2 separate regions of the Sus scrofa genome follow, and region 1 is linked to region 2. A link is a contact called in public Hi-C data. All regions are on one chromosome and are shown on one strand. The core of a region is the stretch at or near the end of the contact, and the rest is flanking DNA. Distances in the headings are between cores, read along the strand shown. Region 1 has its middle 140 kb from the start of INHBB. Region 2 has its middle 150 kb from the start of GLI2.

The links. Hi-C and Micro-C count contacts between places; a contact is called where the count stands out from the background.
Region 1: a Hi-C map of retroperitoneal adipose tissue shows a contact between it and region 2, with 1.9 times the contacts expected there. The contact joins two enhancer-like sites. A contact is called at or near these places in 1 of 47 Hi-C or Micro-C datasets (retroperitoneal adipose tissue) and 1 of 2 datasets of contacts at active chromatin or transcription factors (skeletal muscle).

Annotation. Positions count from the first base shown.
Region 1 is chr15:30,860,100-30,865,635 of Sscrofa11.1, forward strand. No RefSeq gene overlaps it. Among named protein-coding and RNA genes, the nearest start is that of INHBB, 140 kb to the right of the region's middle. Within about 2 kb of position 3,997, at least 8 of the 83 cell types and tissues checked have an H3K27ac peak or open chromatin away from gene starts, as enhancers often do. A contact at or near this core is called in retroperitoneal adipose tissue, where this site is marked.
Region 2 is chr15:30,730,636-30,736,226 of Sscrofa11.1, forward strand. No RefSeq gene overlaps it. Among named protein-coding and RNA genes, the nearest start is that of GLI2, 150 kb to the left of the region's middle. Within about 2 kb of position 2,091, at least 4 of the 83 cell types and tissues checked have an H3K27ac peak or open chromatin away from gene starts, as enhancers often do. A contact at or near this core is called in retroperitoneal adipose tissue, where this site is marked.

The DNA.
Region 1 (5,536 bases), core at 2,747-5,246, 130 kb after region 2:
GCTGGGGATGAACCTGAGCCTCCTCAGCTACCGAAGCTGCTGCAGTCAGATTCTTAACCCACTGTGCCACAGCAGAAACTCCTCTGAAAACATTTTCTTGCCCGATAGCAGTCTACTGGTGGTTGAGGGAAGCTCCATTTGAAGCCCGTATCTAAGACCCTGAATTCCTGCTTTTCCCGCTGTACTGATGGCCAAAGACAGAGGCAGATCGGCATTGGTGGGGGAGGTAAGGAGAAGAGATTTTTAAAATTTAGTTTACTGAAGTATGGTTGATTGATAATGTTGTGTCAATTTCTTGTGTACAGCAATGATACAGTTTACATATATATTCTTTTTCACTATGATTTAATCACAGGATATTGACTATACTTCCTTGTGCTATGCAGTAGGACCTTGTTTATCCATTCTATATGTAATAGTTTAAGAGTTCCCATTGGGGCTTGGCAGGATAAGGGCCCTATGGAGTCTCTGTGCAGATGCAGGTTTGATCCCTGACCTTGCTCAGTGGGTTAAGGATCCGGCATTGTCGAAATCTGCAGCATATGTCTCAGATGCAGCTCGGATCCAGAGTTGCTGTAGGTCTGGCGTAGGCCTACAGCTCAGGCTCTGATTTGACCCCTACCCTGAGAACTTCCATATGCTATAAGTGTGGCCATAAAAATAAAAATAAATTTAAAAAAATTGTAGTAGTTTGCATCTGCTAATGCCAAACTCCCAGTCCATCCCTGCCCCAACCCCCTCCTCCTGGCAACTACAAGTCCTTTCTCCATGTCTTTGAATCTGTTTCTCTTTTGCAGATTCATTCATTCGTGTAATATTTTAGATTCCACATATAAGTGATATCATATGGTATTTGTCTTTCTCTTACTGACTGACTTCACTTGGTATAAGAGTCTCTAGGTCCATCCATGTTGCTGCAAATGGCATTATTTCATTCTTTTTTATGGCTGAATAGTATTCTATTGCACATATGTACCACATCTTCTTTATCCATTCCTCTTTCGACGGATATTTAGGTTGCTATGTCTTGGCTATTGTGAATCGTGCTGCTATGAGCACTGGGGTACATGTATCAGAAAGGATTTTTTAAGGTGACTTTGGAAACTAAACTGTCAGTCCTGAATGGTAGACATAACTTGGATATGCCAGGAAGCCACTCACAAGCCCCAAAGAGCATCGCCAACCTCGAAAATCCTAGAAGCCACCAGCAGAACCAGGCCCTTAGCAGCCACTCAGCAACTCTGGTTGCCTTAGAAAACTGGCTCACATCCTACCGGATTTGCCAATAGGAGACGGAGAAGGGACGTAAGAAGAAATGCTTAATTGCGCTAGCCCGTAGCAGGCTCTGTTGATCCCCTGGGGCAGAACAATGAGCAAATTCCTCTCATCAGGAGTCCTGTTTGCCCTGCTGCTCTTAAGGTCAATCACTGTTTGTTGAAATGGGATTTACTCGCTTTCATTCCTCATTAGTGGCGGTCAAAAGCTGTTCCCCTGCTTGGTCAACATGGGACCACGTGGACACCAGGATCTTAGATGACCGCTTGTGGGGACAGTGTCTGTAGCTGGAGCAGAGGGGCTCAGGATCTAGTCATTTCTCTGGCTTTTCTTTTTCTTTTGCCTTTTTTTTTTTTTTTTTTTTTTTTTTTGTCTTTTTAGGGTCATACCTGCAACAAATGGAAGTTCCCAGGCTAGGGATCAAGTTGGAGCTGCAGCTGCTGGCCTATACCATAGCCACAGCAACACCAGAGCCGAGCCACATTTGCAACCTATACTGCAGCTTATGGCAACACTGGATCCTTAACCTGCTGAGCAAAGTCAGGGATCGAACCCACATTCTCATGGATATTAGTCGGGTTTTTGCATGGTGGGCATGACCACTATCTGTCCCTCTGCCTCCCGAGTAGCTCCTGGCTATCCTAGCAGGCTCCCGCGCATGTGCCGTGCTGGGTGGGGGGGATGCAAGGGGGAACAGGGAGCACCCCTCCCTATGCCAGGGGGCCTGTGGAGGATGGCTCCAGACAGCAGATGGTCCAGGGTGCATATATCTGTTCTGCGCCCCGGCCTTCCAGGTTGATCAGGCCATTGGCTGAGCCGAGACCCAGCCTGAGTCTCCCTCCCCTGTCTCCTGTGGCCTTTCTCTGAAGGGGGGCACCAGCACCTCCAGTAACCCCTCAGGCTCCTTGAGCCCCAGCCATTCCTTGCTGCCTGCTGGGAAATAGGACAGCCACCCCACGAAGCCCACCTTGGGGCTCCCTGTCTTTGGAGATCTTCAAATATGCATGGTCCCCTGGCAGAAATACGGGAGTAAGAGCCCCAGTGGCCAGTGCAACATGGGGAAAGGACGCTAGACTAAGGCCCTCAGGCCCTCCATCCAAGATATACCAGAAATCACGCCTGGTTCTCACAGTGCCCAGCCCAGGGCTGGCTCACAGTCAGGAAGCCTCGTGGGAATGAAGGGCCCAGCACACTCAGCCAGAAAACCTTTTCATTAACTTCATCATTTTGGAATTCATGGTTTTCAACTTTGTAAAAATTGTGTTTCTGCCACTGGGCTGGTTTCTTTTTCTCCTACAGGACTCCAGGCAGGCCTGTCCGCGTGCAGACATGCAGATGGCAGTGGCGACCCCTGCCCGTTGCCTGTACCCACCTTCCCACGACAACTCAGCGTATGTGGCTGAACGTCAGCCTGGCTTTCCTGTACTTTTCGGCTGAGGATGATGATGAAGAGAAGAGACCAAGGGAGGACGGCAGGTTAATGAATGGGACAAATGCAGGGCCCAGCAGAAGTGCTCTTTGCATGGATACTTTGAGAAGCCCCGTGAAGATGGAAAGACAAGTCGGGCCTCGTAACCGACCTTGCACGAGACTGGCAGGGGGCAGAGGCCCACGGGAGGGCTGAAGGGTGGAGTCTGGAGAAGGGAGGGGTGTGACCGGCTGCACAACCACTCTTACCCCCAGGGGGCCAGGCCTGCCCCAGCCAGGGGACTTCAGGTCACATGTCTGCCAGATTTTCGCAAGCCGTGTCTCTGGGATCACAGACAGACTGGACACAGAGTTAGTGAGACCAGTTCGTGAAGAGCAAACAGGAGGCAAAAGGCCTCTCCACTCACCAAGTCATTGATAAGGATGTTGAAATTATGGGAAAGGGGTTTCCAGCCAAAGAGAGGAGATGGATAGGAATGAACAGCTATTGCTAACTCATACAATATGTCTGATATCCCATAACTTGACTCATGGAGGGTGGCGCTTTTGTTGGCTTTCTGTTATATACATATATTTATGTATGTATATATTATGTATTTATGTGTTTATATATGTATGTATATATGCATGTAGTTTTGGCCACATCCACGGCATGCGGAAGTTCCCGGGCCAGAGGTCAAGCCTATGCCACAGCAGTGATAACGCGGGATCTGTAACCACTAAGCCACCAGGAGAACGGATTTCTTTCTTTAATGAATATAAAAATTCGCAGCACACACATGGAAAAAATGATCAGGGTAGGGCTATAAGGGTGTTCCTTCAAACCTTTGTTTCTCATAACCTCTAAAACTCCTGAACTGTGAATTTTCCTGGGGAAACTATGGTAAGTGTATGTGGTTGTTTGGGGGGGAAGTGTGTGATAGGGAGCCTGCCTCAGGGGTAGGCCCCCTGGGGAGGAAGGGAGGCAGCCAGACCTCAGAGTGTTCTAGGGGACCTCAGCCTGTTTAGTGACAGAGGGAGCCCAGGGGTCACCCAGGAAGGGGTGGGAGAGGTCGGGGAGGGAGGCAGGGGGCAGAGGGGAGGTCAGGCTAAAGAGTCTGGTTTTCCTTCTGTGCTTGGCACGGCACAGGCATGAAATCCAGTCCATCTCAGCACCTTTCCAGGTGAGTTAGTGCACATCTAGCCAGGAATCCCTCGGAGGCTGGAGCAGGGGAGCAAAAGGTGGGATTGGGTCTGTAAAAGCCCGCCCTGACCGCTGAGTGGACAGAGCGCAAGGGTAGGTGTGGATGGAGCCGTTGGGGGCTGCTGCAGCATCCCAGGCAGAGGTTATGGGGACCAGGGGGCAAAGCCTAATATACTTGAGAGGGAGGCTGGTGGGAAGTGAGGATGGAGCCAAAACCCAGCCCCTGTCACCATCTCCCAGGATGCTGCAGGAAATAAGAGGCAGTCACAGACCCTGAACCTGAGGGGAAGGAACTAGAACTTCTGAAGGGTTCAAGGAGGTGCTTTGCAAATCCTCTGTGAGATGCTGTGTTTTGTGGCATCCAGTCCCAGCTGAGTGACCGTGGGTAAGTGACTTTGCCTCTTAGAGAGTCAGTTTTTGCGCCTTAAGCAGGCCTAAGGTGTGACAGCAGGCCCCCAGGGAAAAGCTCCACAGTGCGTTAATCCTCCCGGAGAATCTCAACCTGGGGGCTCCATTCCCGGTGGTCCAGGCCTCTGAAACAGCCTTCTCGTCCTGCCTGGCAGGGAGGGTCCTTCCACTTCAGCAGGTGAATTGGGAACCCTCCTGGGGCTGTGCTTCCCAGGAGACAAGCAAAGTGTCCCCACTCTCTGACCTCATAATCCCACTGCAGGTGCAGCCCCAGGATAATGCCTCGAGGCAGGTGTTTATGGTGAGAAATCAGAAATAACTAAGGTTCCAGTACCAGGAAATGGTTACACACATGTGATCCAGCCCTGGATGGAAGTGTGTGCTGGGATTAAACCTGGTGTTTTCACTGAATTTCTTAGCAGAGGGGAAAGTTTTTCTTTTTTTTTCTTTTTTTTTGACCTCTCTATGGCATATGGAGTTCCCAGGTCAGGGATCTGATCCAAGCCGAAGTTGCAACCTATGCCACAGCTTGGCCAACCAGGATGCTTTAAGCCACTGTGCTGGCCAGGGATTGGGCCTGCGTCCTGGCACTGCAGAGACACCCCTGATCCTGTTGCATCATGGCAGGAACTCCAGAGGGGGAAATACTTCTGATGAGATGTTAGCCTGAGAGCTGGGACCCCAGGGGTGCCTATAGGGCTAATTAAGAACTGGCACTGATTTTAAATCTAATCCCTCCTCTGCTTTTCTTTCTACGTGTGAACCTGGGTTTGCCAGGCTCTTGAAACTTCAGTCTGGACATCTATAAAATGTGATGCTGCCTGCATCCAAACACTAGAGCCAGTCAAGGAACCAGACAGGGAAGCTTTGGGTCACTTGGAACAAGGCAAATGTGGTGCTTTCATGGCCACACAAAAACATTAAATATGAGCATATGGAGGGCTGGGAAGAAATGTTTCCAGTGGTTGTCTTTGAGTCAGTTATTTTTCTTTCATTTACTTTCCTATTTTATCTCAATTTTCTCCAAAGAGCGTACTTGGCTTTTTTTTTTTTTTCTGTTCTTTTCTCTTTTCTTTTTCTTTTTTTCTTTTTAGGGCTGCACCTGCAGTGTCTGGAAGTTCCTAGGCGCAGCTGCCAGCCTATGCCACAGCCACAGCAACCAGGGATCTAAGCCAAGTCTGAAACCTACACTGCAGCTCATGGCAGTGCCAGATCTGTAACCTACTGATCTAGGCCAGGGGT
Region 2 (5,591 bases), core at 841-3,340:
AGATGCTCAAATCTTGTAGTTATTGATTCTCACAACCAGTCTGTTGGGCGAGTATTTCTCATCCCCTTTGGCAGATGAGCAAACTGAGATCTAGGGGGAGTTACCATCCTTTGCCTACCACTGAGTGTGGAGGCAGAGATTTGAATCCAGGGCTCTGGGGTTCCAAGGTATATGTTCTCTCCACCCAGCCCTCAACCCCATTCTGCCCAGTGGCCTCAGGAGGGACCCAGAGGTGGGACTCGTGGACCCCCGGCTTGAAGCCTCCTCACCAGGCTTCGGAGTAACAACTGGCCCAGCAGACAAAGCTGCCCAAGCCCCACCAGGCTTGCCAGTTCCCCCAGTAGACCCCTGCAGGTCAGGTCCCAGGATGTTAAATCAGCATCCTCTGTCAATCTTATGTTCATAATTTGGGAGATGGGGAAAGTAATGAAAAATGAAAATAAAGGAGTTCCCATTGTGGCTCAGCAGAAATGAACCTGACTAGTATCCATGAGGATGCATGTTCGATCCCTGGCCTCGCTCAATGGCTTAAGGATTCGGCATTGTCCTGAACTGTGGTGTAGATTGCAGATGCAGCTTGGCTCTGGCGTTGCTGTGGCTGTGGTGTAGGCTGGCAATTGCAGCTCCCATTCAACCCCTAGCCTGGGAACTTCCATATGCCGCAGGTACTGCCCTAAAAAGAAAAAAAATGAAATGGAGTTCTGCTGGTCCAATTTCAGTTGCTCAAAGAGTTAGTCTTCAGTGAGCACCTGCTTTGTCCCCAAGAACGTGCCAGTTCCTAGGGCAGTCACGGCAGGGTGCTGTGGGGAAAGAGCAAAGGATCAGTCAACATGTATTGGCTATGGGTGGATCTGGGCTGTGGGCTCTGGGCTGGGCTGGGGGAGTCAGGGTGCAGAGAGAGAAGATGCCACATCAATGGAACGAACAGCCATAGAGCAGCAGGACTCTAGGACTGTCAGGACGAGAGGAGGGGGCCCAGGTAAGGGGTTGCCTGGAGGGTGGGCAGGAGGCTGGGGGATGGAGAGCCCTGCTCCTGTCTGAAAGGGAAGCTGCTATTAAGTGACAGCTGCTTGGTACCCATCAAGCATTGGCACCTAGGCTGGCCCAGTCTTCTAATTTATCTAGAACAGCCAGAAATGCAAGGTGTGTGTGTGTGTGTGTGTGTGTGTGTGTGTGTGTGTGTGTATGAGAGAGATAGACAGACAGACAGACAGCAGATAGACAGACAGGCAGACAGATCTTGACATTTCAAACACTGGCTGGAGGCTGAGTGAGCTTTGCTGCAGGCATGTCTGAGTCCTGGGGCCACCGCTGCCCCCTGTGCAATGGAGACACACCAGGAACTAAGTGATATGATTCAGAAGCAGATGACCAGGCAGAACAACAGTGTCCGCAGCCTGGGTTTGTGACTAAGGGGTCCATTCACTGTACTGAATGGGCGAGGCTCTTCAGCCCCGGTGCCTGTCTTTCTTGCCTCATTTAAATCTCAAAAGAAGCCTCTGAGATGGGTCGGGAGCTTGCAATTAGCAGATGCAAACTATTATATATGGAAAGGATAAAAAAACCAGGTCCTACTGTATAGCACAGGGAGCTCTGTTCACTATCCTGTGATAAATCATAATGGAAGAGAATATGAAAAAGAATGTATATTTGTATATAACTAAATCACTTTGTGGTGCAACAGAAATCAATACAACATTGTAAATCTATTCTAATTCAATAAAATAAATTAAGAAAAAAAAAGGAAGTCTCTGAAACGGCTCTGGGGGATGTTCCTCTTTCAGCTGACAAGGCTGAAGCTCAAAGAGATTGAGTTACTTGTGCAAAGGTCACACAGCTCCTAAGCTGCCCTGAGCCACCCGCTTGGCCCTCGGGGTGGTGGAGATCAGAGCCTCTTCAAGAAGGAAAGGGGAACTCGGAGCAGGGCAGTGATTTGCCTCTACTTCCCCGAGAGCAAGGTACCCTTGGGGACCAGGCTCCAGGGCACAGATGCTTGCTTCCTTTCCCCAGTTGCTCTTTCCTGCTCAGCCCGGGGCCTCCCTGCACAATCCTGACTGCAGATGGAGCCACACGTCCCCTACAGGGGCTGCTGCTTAGCCGCCGATGCCTGGGAATCCCTTTGTATATGGAGACTTTCACAAAGTACATAATCACCTGCTAAGGTACTTTCTTGCTGAGCATCAACTTTGGTCCATGCAGTCTCTGGCGCCGGCCCACATGCACTGCCTCTCTGGCAGGATATGCAGCAGCCAAGGCACAGAGATCTCCCCTAGCTCCTGTGGCTAACTCATGACACATGTACCCTAAATTTAGGCCTGTGCACATCTGTCCAGCATGGCGTCGAAGCAGGGAGCTGCTCTCAGGGAACCCTTCCCGCTGGGAACAGCAGTGACTGGGGGGATCCACAGAGCCACTGCCCCGCATGCCCCAGAGAGGATGGACCTTGAATCCCGGGAGCTGGAAGGCCTGCCAGGTGTTTTTTCTCACCTGTAAAGTACATATCAGGTCCCCATTCTTTTGTCACATTTGACTGAGGCCAACTTGTGAGGGAGGTGGCCTCCCTCATCTCCTCCCAGCCCCACCTCCCCCTCCTCCCTCCCTCCATTCCCATGTGCTTTGGATCAGCCGGATGATCTAAACTCACACCTACTGGGGCACCAAGCCTGAGTGGGTTTACAGGATGCCCCTCTCCCACAAGGGTATTATTTGCATTTCAAAAACACTGTAGTCTCTACCTAAAAGGATGACAGGCATCAACAACCTTGAATTTTGGAGATACCCTGGGACATTTCCAAGTTCTCCCCTACGTGTTGGAGTGTCTGTCCTGACACTTGTCAAAATATTATTTATCTTATTATTATTATTATTATTATTATTATTGGTCTTTTTGCCTTTTCTAGAGCCCCTCTCACGGCATATGGAGGTTCCCAAGCTAGGGGTCCAATTGGAGCTGTAGCCGCCAGCCTGCGCCACAGCCACAGTAACTTGGGATCCGAGCCGAATGTGCGACCTACACCACAGCTCATGGCAACGCCAGATCCTTACCAACTGAGCAAGGCCAGGGATCGAACTCACAACCTCATGGCTCCTAGTCGGATTCGTTAACCACTGAGCCACGACAGGAACTCCTATCTTATTTTTTATATCCCCCATTTTTTTTCTTTCTAGGGCCCCACCCTTGGCATATGGAAATTCCCAGGCCAGGGGTCCAATTGGAGCTGCAGCTGCCAGCCTATGCCACAGCCACAGAAATGCAGGATCTGAGCTGCATCTGTGATCTTCCACAGCTCATGGAAACGCCGGATCCCCGACCCACTGAGCGAGGCCAGGAATAGCACCCGCATCCTCATGGTTACTAGTCAGATTGGTTTCCGCTGTGCCACAGCAGGAACTCCTGTATCCTGAGTTTTCACAGCTTTTGAACCCACTTAAAAAGCAGCCCAAGCTAAAGACAACTTTGGATAAAGTCTAGTCTTGTTTTCGTTTTTTAGAGCCTTGGCATGTTCTAGCCATCATTCACAGGACTTTGGATGGGCAGGACCCTGGGTAAGAGGGTCACTCCAATTGGTAGGAGCAACTAGCGATGGGGAGAGTCCCCTTGAGAGTCTGAGGACTGTGTCAAGAGCAGAAGGATCAGGCAGCCCTGCTTCTGAGGCAACCAGCCCTCCACTGTCAGTGGCTACGGCATTCTGTCTACGGCAGCCCCCCAGCCATGTTGTCTCAAACAAATAATGTTGCTTAGGTCCTGAATCAGCCCCTAAAAGATCTTTGAATCCAAAAAAGGGTTTGAAACTTTTTTTAATTTAATGATTTTTATTTTTATTTTCATTATATCTGGTTTACAACAGTGTTCTGTCAATTTTCTACTGTACAGCGAGGTGACCCAGTCACACATACATGTATACATTCTTTTTCCTCACATTATCATGCTCCATCATAAGTGACTAGATAGAGTTTCCAGTGCTATACAGCAGGAGCTCATTGCTTATCCATTCCAAAGGCAATCGTTTGCATCTATTATGGAGCTCATTGCTTATCCATTCCAAAGGCAATCGTTTGCATCTATTATGTGTTTGAAATATAAAACCATTACGTTTTTTTTTCTTGGCTATGCCAGAGTCATACAAAATTTCCTGAGCTGGAGATTGAACCTGCACCACAGCAGTGTCAATGCCTGATCTTTAACCCACTGGGCCACCAGGGAATTCCCCAAACCATGAGTTTCTTTTTTCAAAATGTATTTTAGTGAAGTACAATTTATTTACAATGTCTTGTTAATTTCTACTGTGTGGCAGAGTGACTCAGTTACACACACACACACACACACACGTATATATATTCTCTTTTTCATAGTCTTTTCCATTATGGTTTATCACAGGATATTGAATATAGTCCCCTGTGCTTAAAGCCATTAGCTCTATAAGACGATACTTTGCTCATTCATTCATTCACTCACTCACTCATTTATTTATTTAGTTAGTTAGGTGTTTTTTTTTTTTCTTTTTAGGGCCGCACCTGCGGCATATGGAGGTTCCCAGGTTAGGGGTCCAATCAGAGCTACAGCTGCCAGCCTACACCACAGCCACAGCAACTCGGGATCCAAGCCAAGTCTGTGACGTATACCACAGCTCATGGCAACACCAGATCTTTAACCCACTGAGTGAGGCCAGGGATCAAACCCTCAACCTTATTCGTTTCCACTGTGTCATGACAGGAACTCCCCTCACTCACTTATTTAATCAACAAATATTCACTAAGTGCCTACCACATACAGTGGTGGGGTGATTAGGTTTGGGGTATAATTACTACAGTATGGACCCAGAATGATAGCAGCTCAAACAGGCAGAGGATGAATGCTCGGCCACGGCTCATTTCATTTCTGAGCTTTGGGATGCTCAGATAAGGCATCACTTCTGGGTGTGTCCCTGAGGTGTTTCTGGAAGAGACTGGCTTTGAGATCAGTAGACGGAGAAAGAAGATGCATCCTCATCCATGCCAGGGGCCTCACCCAATCTGCTGAGGCCTGAGATAGAACAAAGGACAGAGGAAGGGCAGGCTTACTCCCCACTTGAACTGGGACATTCTCCTCCTGGCTCTGATGCCAGCTCTGGGTTCTTGGGACTTCAGACTCAGGTTGGGACTCACACCACTGGCTTCCTGGGTCCCACCCCTTTGGCTTGGACGGGGCGACACCACCAGCACCCCCAGGTGCCAGCTTGTAGGCAGCAGATGATGGTACTTCTTGGCCTCCATTACAATGTGAGTCAATTTCTTTAAGAAACATCCGGGCAGGGCAGGGTTAGCAAAGACCTGAAGGATGATAGATTTGGGGGAGGGGAGACAGGGGTAGTGAGGGTCCCACCAGGCAGGAAAGTGGTACTTAGAGGATGAGCAGGAAGGCTGCTGTGAACAGAGACCATGAGGGATGGGGAGAGGGTGGGCAGTGACCTGAGAGGGGTGACTGCATGGACAGGTGGTACAGAGTTCCCTGGTGGCTCAGTTGGTTAAGGATCACATGTTGTCACTGCTGTGGTGTGGGTTTGATCCCTGGCTGAGGAACTTCTGCATGCCACGGGTGCACCTTCCCCCAA